Regions from separate parts of the Bombyx mori genome. Here region 2 is linked to region 1. Evidence: chromatin contacts called from public Hi-C data. All regions are on one chromosome and are shown on one strand. Each heading gives the region's core, a stretch centred on a gene start, on an enhancer-like site or on the middle of the called end of the contact. The rest is flanking DNA. Distances are from core to core; before and after follow the strand shown.

Evidence for each region. Hi-C and Micro-C count contacts between places; a contact is called where the count stands out from the background.
Region 2: a contact with region 1 is called in a Hi-C map of midgut, with 2.0 times the contacts expected there. The contact joins the promoter of LOC101744254 here to the enhancer-like site in region 1. A contact is called at or near these places in 2 of 7 Hi-C or Micro-C datasets (midgut and whole pupa).

What each region holds. Positions count from the first base shown.
Region 1 is chr27:7,052,515-7,057,162 of ASM3026992v2, reverse strand. It overlaps LOC101735591 (epidermal growth factor receptor kinase substrate 8), which reads right to left. Exons shown (of 16, transcript XM_062676572.1): 15 at 4,559-4,648; 16 at 2,482-3,341. The coding sequence ends at 3,270. It overlaps LOC101744254 (hexokinase HKDC1), which reads left to right. Exons shown (of 11, transcript XM_062676589.1): 11 at 1-372. Among protein-coding and RNA genes, the nearest start is that of LOC101744254, 42 kb to the left of the region's middle. Within about 2 kb of position 1,937, at least 3 of the 8 cell types and tissues checked have open chromatin away from gene starts, as enhancers often do.
Region 2 is chr27:7,094,411-7,099,058 of ASM3026992v2, reverse strand. It overlaps LOC101744254 (hexokinase HKDC1), which reads left to right and starts at 2,186. Exons shown (of 11, transcript XM_062676589.1): 1 at 2,186-2,379.

The DNA.
Region 1 (4,648 bases), core at 688-3,187:
CCTCGTCGCTAGTAGTCTATGGGGCTATTTAGATACTTATGGACTGGTAGGCGAGCTCACCAGCTCAACATATGCTATGAGGATTTGCTGGCTCTGGCTCTAGCAAGACTAATGCTTCGCCGAATCTGCCACCGGTTCGGAGTCGGGATCCACTGAGAAGATCCAACGGGAATATCAGTGGATATCTGTGGGATGTATTTGCATTTATTACACAGCAGTTAGTTAAAAACGAATTTGTTTATTCTAAAACCTATATTGTTAGGGAGTCTGCATTAAATTTGTAAAAACCCAAACGTGTTTGTTTTAATTTTAAGGTTATCTATAAAGTTTGAAATGTTAATGATAATGAAATACAGGATATTGTATATTTTTCATGTTTTGTTTTTCTTTTCGTTCATCCTTAACTTTGCAACAAATTCAATTTATATTTCAGTTTGGTATTTTTTTGTTATATTGAGGGTAGAAAAAGCCGATTCATCACTGATTGACTGCTATATGATTAGCGGCTGGATTTTAGCTTAAAATTTTTATTGTTTTTTCGGCAAATTAAAACGATCATAGTGCAAAAGAAACTTCAGAAGCTTCTATAGCTTAATAGATAAGAAAACGAGTGATGCGATTCATTAAAAGTTTTTGGTGGCAACGTTATGATTATGTGGTAGGAGCTCTTGTGAGTCCGCACGAATAGGTATCACCACCCTGCTTACTTTTGCCGTGAAGCAGTAATGCGTTTCGGTTTGAAGGGTGGGGCAGCCGTTGTAGCTATACTGAGACCTAAGAACTTATATCTCAAGGTGGGTGGCGACATTTACGTTGTAGATGTCTATTGGCTGCAGTAACCACTTAACACCAGGTGGGCAGTGAGCTCGTCCACCCATCTATGAATAAAAAACCGTTATGATTAGCGATTAGATCATGTGCCTTGTGTTTTCCATTATTAATTTAATCAATGGTAGGAAAATAGGATTTGAGAAATTCGAGAAGATAGAAGAGTAAAAAGGTAGATAGGTTAGAAATTGAATGATGCGATACACCAAGATTCAAATTCTGTCCCTGGTATCAGTTTTCCTAATTAATCCTGTCATGTGTTCAAGTTTAATGAAGAATGGAATTAAAATTTATGAACTTGAATTCGGGATCTAGGATTTCCTCCGTCGTAGAGATTTTATCCCACTCACCTAAAGCGAGTCTTGGTATGTGAAGAGTAATGTAGATTTTCACGACAACCCCGAAATCAAGGCACTACGTAGTACTGCTGAAGATAGCGTCAGAACGCTTCTTTGAATAAGCGGCGCGACGCGATAATTCTATTATCGTAGCCTCCTCTAAACATACCCGACCCTGACCATGGGGCAACCCGCAATCGCTACCACCAAATCATGTCTTATCGGGTCAGGTCCGATCCCACAGGTCAGAGCTCAACGTGCAACCTACCCATAGACACAATCTATCGAGTTTCTTGTCAGATTTTTTTCAGTGTGTCGCGATTACGATCCGATGGTAGATTCAGCAAAGCACTTCTCTTGCTAGGTCTTTTTTTTGTCAGTAGGAAAACTCCGGACTTCCGCCCTCCACTGAGGACGGAGGGCGGGGCATGCCGGAGTCGAACTGACTAAACCTCCTGTCACTCAATAACCCACGTCCAAACCTCGCATGACACAGAAGTCATGAAAAGACAAAGGGGGGAGTGTGAAGGGAAAGTGAAGCGTTTAGTGCGGAGCACATCTCTCCCATCACCCTCCCCCTCGGGACGCCGGACGGGCGGTCGTCCTCTTGCTAGGGCTAGTGTTATTAAGTTCTCTCAGACTGAGCCCTGTGAGTTTTCCAAACAAACGCAAGATTAATTACCATTTATTTATTAAATCAAATACGTTAAACCTTTGTTTGTACTTAAATAACGTCATTATATGTTTTATTTAAACAAATAGCTTAGCCTATATCTTTATATTCCTACTCTGTGTACTATTCAAATTTTTATGACCTTTTATAATTTCAACTCAAAGAAGGTAAGTAGTCATGACTTGAGCATTTTTAAGGTTCATTTATCAATGCGGTGTATAATATGATACTCAGGTCGCAGAAACAAGTAAAAAATGTTTATTTTAATAAATAATGAACATTTGTGAAGGGGTGACGTTGATAAATGGATGAAAGAGGTTCATGTCACAGGAAAATTTTTTTTTAGGCATCGGCTCCACCTTCTTTCTGCCACTGTTGATGTCAACGCCTTAAAAAGCGATAACATTTTCAATTAATTACTAAAAAATAACTGCAGTGAATATTTAAAATATATTTCAAGGTATTTATAAAATTTGTTAATATTTTCTAAACTTTTTTTTTAAAGTAATGGTTATTGAATTGCGCTAAGTAATCGAATACAGTTCATATTGGAATAATAAAAGAAACACGTAGAAATTAATTTAAAGTCTCACTCGAGTAACTCAAGTAAGTAAAATAAGTTTTGCTCAAGTAAAATAGACATTAAAACGTAATAATTTATTAGTACTTATAGTTTATGGACGAATACAACAAATATCAAAAGTTGTTTGAAATTGAGTGTTGTTGTTACATCTTGTCACTTTTACTTCCACTTTAATGTTATTAAACACAATATATATTATTTAGATAATATAAATTACTTAAACAAATAATAAAAGTATAAAAATAATGTTAGTTTTAATTTTAATTGAACGATCTCTTGTAGTATCGTTTATATTTCGATTATTCTTAGTCTGGTAGAAGAGCAAAGAGTCATCGTAACATTATAAATAAATAGTGTTTTAAATGTAGCTTGATTGCGGGACAGTTGTTGAAGAATAGGCTTAGGTGAATAAAACTAATTTTATTTCTTTTCGTACGTCCTAGAATATAGTTTTTCAAACGGAATTTATGACAACTGTCCCCAATATCGTGCTATGTTTAACGTACTATAACAATTGTGAGAAAATTACATACTATTGTTAATACTAATAAATATACTACCTATACTAGTAATAATAGTAAAAATAAAATGCAGTAGTAATATTTACTACTAATTTTAATGACATTCAGCTTAAAGTAATTATAGTCATATATGTATAATCGCAGAATGTACTGAAAAAAACAATTTCAGTCAAACATTTTCATCTCTTAAATGTCAAATTAAGGGTGTTTCTCCGCTACACTGGCTAGCTCCACTCCGTTGGATAGGCACTCTTAATGTAATCTACGTTTTAAAATTAAACATTAACAATAGGATGCATCTTCGTCGATTCCTGGGAGGTACTCCATCATGAGACTTCGACTTTCTCTCGTACTTTCCTCAGGATGCTCTGAAGCTCTGATGCCGAGGTCGTCTTGTACTGGAACAAATACATCATTATCATCATTATCAAACATATTATATTTCATACAAGTAGGTATATGAATACTGTCTAAAAAAATAATTGGAAATTCAATTCTATGGTGCATGAACATAAATTAACAAATTTAGGAAATATAATTAGAACGATCCAAATTGTAACATTATCATAACTATTGGACTAGTGGTCAAAATTCGACCATAATTAATTTAAATTATAAATTAGAAAATTACTATGGTTTATTATCAAAAACTATACTTCTACAATTAAAGGTTTCGCCAAGGTTACGCTATAGACTAATAATATAAAGACAAACAATATTAATAAATTCTCAATTAGACCACAGACTTTAACAAGACTTTTTGGCGGGAACGCGAGGAATGAAGTTGTATGATTTGTTTTATTTTGTCTATTTAGTGTTTCTTCAGGTTTAAATATGTAATAACGCTGGTTTATTAACTGATTAGTATCTGTGAAAGTGCACAAATGTGGGAAAATGAAACAAAGCCGCTGAACGTAGCTACTGGGGATACTCCAAAAAGTCCACTGAAAAAATCTCAGTAAATGACCACCATTTTACTGATATTATATTTCATCCAATATCATCACATCTCATCTCAACTCATTTCATTTCATCTCATTTAATTTAATTTCGTTTTCATTTCATTTCATTTCATGCCATGTTTCATATTAATCAGCCTCATTTCATTTCATATAATATCATTTTTCATGTAAAGAAGTTTTTATTAAAATTAAAATAACGCTAGACCTAAAGTTCTTAGTTACCAGGTCATAAAATCCCTTAAAAAAATACTTTAACAATAAACAAAAGAGTAAAATGCATGTGTGGGTCAAATACATGGTAGTGTGTGTAATGTTTTATTTATTGATTTAATGTATTTTTTGTTTAAAATTAAAAAAAAAAATTAGCATGTTGCACTCCTCTATATTCTCTATAAGTGTGGGAAATTTCATAATCCTCCTTCCGCGCAATCTTCGTAAAAAGGGGTACAAAGTTCACGTTCACGTATTAACATATTTAGATTTAAAGAGTTTCAAGATTTTATCATTATGCTATTTTATGTTTTTGGATCTCATCCTCCAAACTCTGACGCGAGATTATCTGGTTAAGGCAAATGGATGTGAGATGATGCAGTGCAAATCGTCAGAGGCTTAATATCTAAAGCTATGACAGCCTCACCGTGGACTCCACTCACCCCAGACACGTTCCTCTGGACCAAAATTTGGCTGTACAGTCGTTTCCCCTCATCCTGGCCCAGTGCCCTCTCCAGCTGAGATCTGGACAG
Region 2 (4,648 bases), core at 937-3,436, 42 kb before region 1:
CAAGTGCGGACGTCAGTGTAGCTGTCAATTATGTCATGTCTGATAGCCAATGATTATTCATGTCTCCTACAATCAAAATATGTATATGAAATTAGATAAGCATTACAACGAAAAAAATCTTACTGTTTCTATAATTTTTTGCCTGGATCTTTTTTTTTATTGCTTATATGGAGGTGAGATCTTGAGATATAACTTCTAACATCTCAGTATAGTTACAACGGCTGCCCCACCCTTCAAACCGAAACGCATTACTGTTTCACGGCAGAAATAGGCGGGGCGGTGGTACCCACCCGCGCGAACTCACAAGAGGTTATTCGATATGAATGGCGTGAAAATCTGCCAATAGCTTCGAAAGCCGGCAAATAAAGAAGCGTGTATTTATTTAAGTTATTTTCCATCAAGAAAATAATTTACCGCGTAGAAATGTCCTTCAATTCATTTCTGTTCTATTTTCAAAGGAGGCATTATCAAATATATTGCATTATTTAAGCAGCTTAATAAAATTCTTTGAGGCAAAAAGTACTAAGTCTTGCACCAGGTGAAGAGATTGCATAATTTGATGCCGTCACGTTTCGACACAATCGCAAAAGTAATTTGTCAATAGACCGCATACAATTATTTGCAGTTCAATAACCCTCAGACACAGCCCACCGAGTTTCTCGCCGGATCTTCTCAGTGGGTCGCGTTTCCGATCCGGTGGTAGATTCTGCGAAGCACGGCTCTTGCTAGGGTTCGTGTTAGCAACGTCGTCGGGTTTGAGCCCCGTGAGCTCACCTACTAGTTAAGGTAACGCTGATATGGCCTCACAAGGCTATCAGCTTAGGTAGGAAAAAAAAATGCAATTCAACTCGTTTTAATGTTATCTCAAGACTCAAATAAAACGTATCCGTGTATCAAACAATAAAACGTTAATAACAATGATAACGATAGAATATTTCAGTATTAATTTATTATGGTAAAGAAGAAATTAATGTTATCGTTGACAATAAAAAAATATAGTTGGATTGGAATGTTTTATTGGTTCCCCCTCGTTGACGTGAGAAAATGTTGCTCTTTTTGGCATAGATTACCAAGCTCATAAATATTATGATGTATATTCCTCAGCTCGTCCAGATAAATGATGTTGAAGTCAATTATATTGTGTAATAGATGTCTCGCTCTTCAAACAGCAATGCATTACTGCGTCGAAGCAGCAATGGACATCATGGTAGTACCTACCTACCTACCTACCCGCGACGATTTAACAAATAAGCAATAATCAGGAATAAATCGCATTATCATCTGGACCCAAACCAGAATCCACTGTACCATGCCAATCAGAGACTAAAAATATTAGAAACACTGAAACAAAGAAAACATTATGTTGCGCTATAATTATCTGCCACTATTTAATCTGTGCCATCGAGTAGATTTGATCTTAGCCTCTTGTGGTAGAAACAAATATAAAACATCAAACAAACGGTGTATAATTGAAATATCCTTAGTCTATACGTACTTAACACATATTACTATGTATAGATTTTGAGATGGTACCATCATCTCGTTTTTACCATCGCAATGCCCGCCATCGGAGTAGAGTTCATCCATACTACTTGAAGCCACTACGTCCCACGCGATGCGACGGTAGCCACTGACCATCAGGCTATAAAAAAAAATAGAAAAAAATATGAAAGACTAATTATCATCGTGTAACAAAAATCAAACCTTTGCTATTACAAGTAAGATTTTAACTTAACGCCTCAAAGTGGATAGCCGATAACTTAAAACCGGCTGGATTGTGAGCTTTTCAGATCTGCATTCGTTAGAAACCACATTTACAATGTATTTGTTGTAAGTATATCCCTACCCAGTGTGGGATCTTCTCAGTGAGTCGCGATTCCGATCCGGTGGTAAATTCCGCGAAGCTCTTGTTAGATCTAGTGTCAGCAGATTGTCTCAGTTTGAGCCCGTGAGCTCACCTACCCGTCTGAGCCTAGCTGGAATAGCCCCTTTGCTTACCAGCGAATAAGACAGGAAAAAAAAAAACTCCAAGTACTGATATAGAGATACAATCTGTCGGCGGGTGTGTCGTCCGGCCCTCGGATAGCCACAATCAATATAACAACTACACAACATGCATGGAAAACAACGTAATCTTTCACGGTTCGACGTACAAACGACTTCGTTATCAGAAGGGTCTTAACGCCAATGTTTCGAGCCAAATCATTGTGTTTGGTATCAGTCTGGGAGCGCGCTCGATCTGAGTCGGTCGTCACTAGACATTCAGTAAGCTTCAGGAGAGAAAGCACGCGTAACCACGCATTCGATTCTCATTATTTAATCGGCCTTCGCGCTATTTTCTCATCGTTGTTTTAACGCTAGCTCATCAGAGAACCACGTGTGAGTATCTATATTCATAGTTAAAGAATAACATCATCTTGAAAACTGTCGTTACAGCAACAGGAATTTTTAACAAGTTCTTCTTACTTTTTCACATTTCTAAACCGCATTAACTATGACATGTATTCTAGTTTTTCTATTAAGACAATGGTAGCTTGTGAAATGAATTTTAACGTAATACAAAATGTTCGAAAAAAAAGCGACTTCAACAAAATAAAAAGAGGAGATATCTTCAATGTTCAAACTTTTTTAAGCTTGATGATATGAAAAGAGATCAACAAGAAACTTTGAAATAAAAAAGTAACCATCATAATTTTTTCACCTAGAAAAAAGTGCTGAGGTAACATCACATAAAAAGTACACAGAACTAAAGTCAAATTGATAAGCTTCTTCTTCTATTTTTAAGTCGGGTAAAATATGAATAGTCTTTTAATCATGCTAATTTTTTTAAATTCAAATAATGGGTAATTACTATTTTTAAAAAACTTGTTCACTCAAAAATTTGATTCAAGCAACATTGTCTCGTAAAAATTTTGCAGCGCATTGACAGAATTAGTATAATAAAAAAATTAAAATCCACTTTAGGGATTAGAGAAGAGCTTAAGAAATATTTATTTAATTTTTTTCGATTTTACATAATATTACTTTATCTTACTTATCATCCCAGTTTCCAGTCTTGTGGTAAGTTAGTAGAAGTTTGTTATTAGTAATGAACAATGACGTCATTGTTCACGTTCGACGTTTTGTTTAAAAGCTCGCATTGCGGGAAACAGACATACGTTCGCCTTCTACATTTAACAAGAAGAAACTGCAACGAATGAATATTTTCTTCATTTACCTTATTAATTGACATTATTCACTAAAATTTAAATAAAAACAACATAGGTATGATAATTCTCTTATTTTACAACTTCTTAAAAGTCTTGGATTAGGATTGTTAAGCAATGTTGGAAAATTTAAAATATCTGTAGCTTAACATCACAATATCCTCAGCATATATCGATATAAACAACATAAAATGTTGTCAACACGATAGTATTATCAAATTGCGTTATTACCTTTAAAACTATAAACATCAGAAGTTAATTTAATTCTTATCAATCTATACTTCTATACTTAATATTACAAAGAGGAAAGATTTGTTTGTTTGTTTTTTTTTTTTTTTTATTGCCCTTGTAGGCAGACGAGCATACGGCCCACCTGATGGTGAGTGGTTATCGTCGCCCATGGACTTCAGCAATGCCAGGGGCAGAGCCAAGCCGCTGCCTAATGAATACTAATAACAAACTTCTACTAACTTACCACAACACTGGAAACTGGGATGATAAGTAAGATAAAGTAATATTATGTAAAATCGAAAAAAAATAAAAAAAATATTTCTTAAGCTCTTCTCTAATCCCTTAAGTGGATTTTAATTTTTTTATTATACTAATTCTGTCAATGCGCTGCAAAATTGTATTGAATAGGCTCCGAAACTACTGAACCGATTTAAAAAATTCTTTCACTGTTGGAAAGCTACGCTATCTCCAGGTGACATAGGCTATATTTATTATATTTTAAAAAAAATTAAGGATCCCTTACTCAAATGATGTAACCCAATGTGTAAACAAATTACCTAAAATTATTTACATCGCGTGCGCTATTTCCCAAGCGAAGCCGGGGCGGGCCGCTAGTGTAAAAATAAAATCGAGTTTCTTCGGGTGCTCGCGAATGATCAGACAATTAAACCGGTCATTGCGCAGCTAATCCGATGAATTGAGCTCAATTAATGTTATATTTATCTTTGGTACTTACAAACTGTTACTTTAGTTTTTTTACTATTGGTCCAAACGTAATTGATGTAAAGCAGCGGTCGGGGCACTGTTTTAATTATTACCCCAAAATATTTTTGTGTAAGTTGATATTACCCCATAGCGAAGAACAAAAAAAAAACGAAATCCCTTCCTTTTAGCATCTTTCATATTCGTGATAATTTGAAATCACAACGATTCTAAAGAAGTTTCACTTCAATATATACTTTTTAATCACAAAAGTTTCAATTTTACCCCCAAATTTTCTTTACCCTATTTGGGGTAATTTACCCCGGTTCCCCGACCGCTGGTGTAAAGTGTAATCGAAGGTACAACTGTCTTGTTAATTTCGGCCGTGAAGCGCGAATAGTTCGGCTTTATTTTCGCGACCTAGAATAGAATGGAATATCACCACCCGATTTCTTCCCGGGGGTGTCGTAAAAGGCGAGGTTCACTTCATAATTGATAGCTGCGTTCTC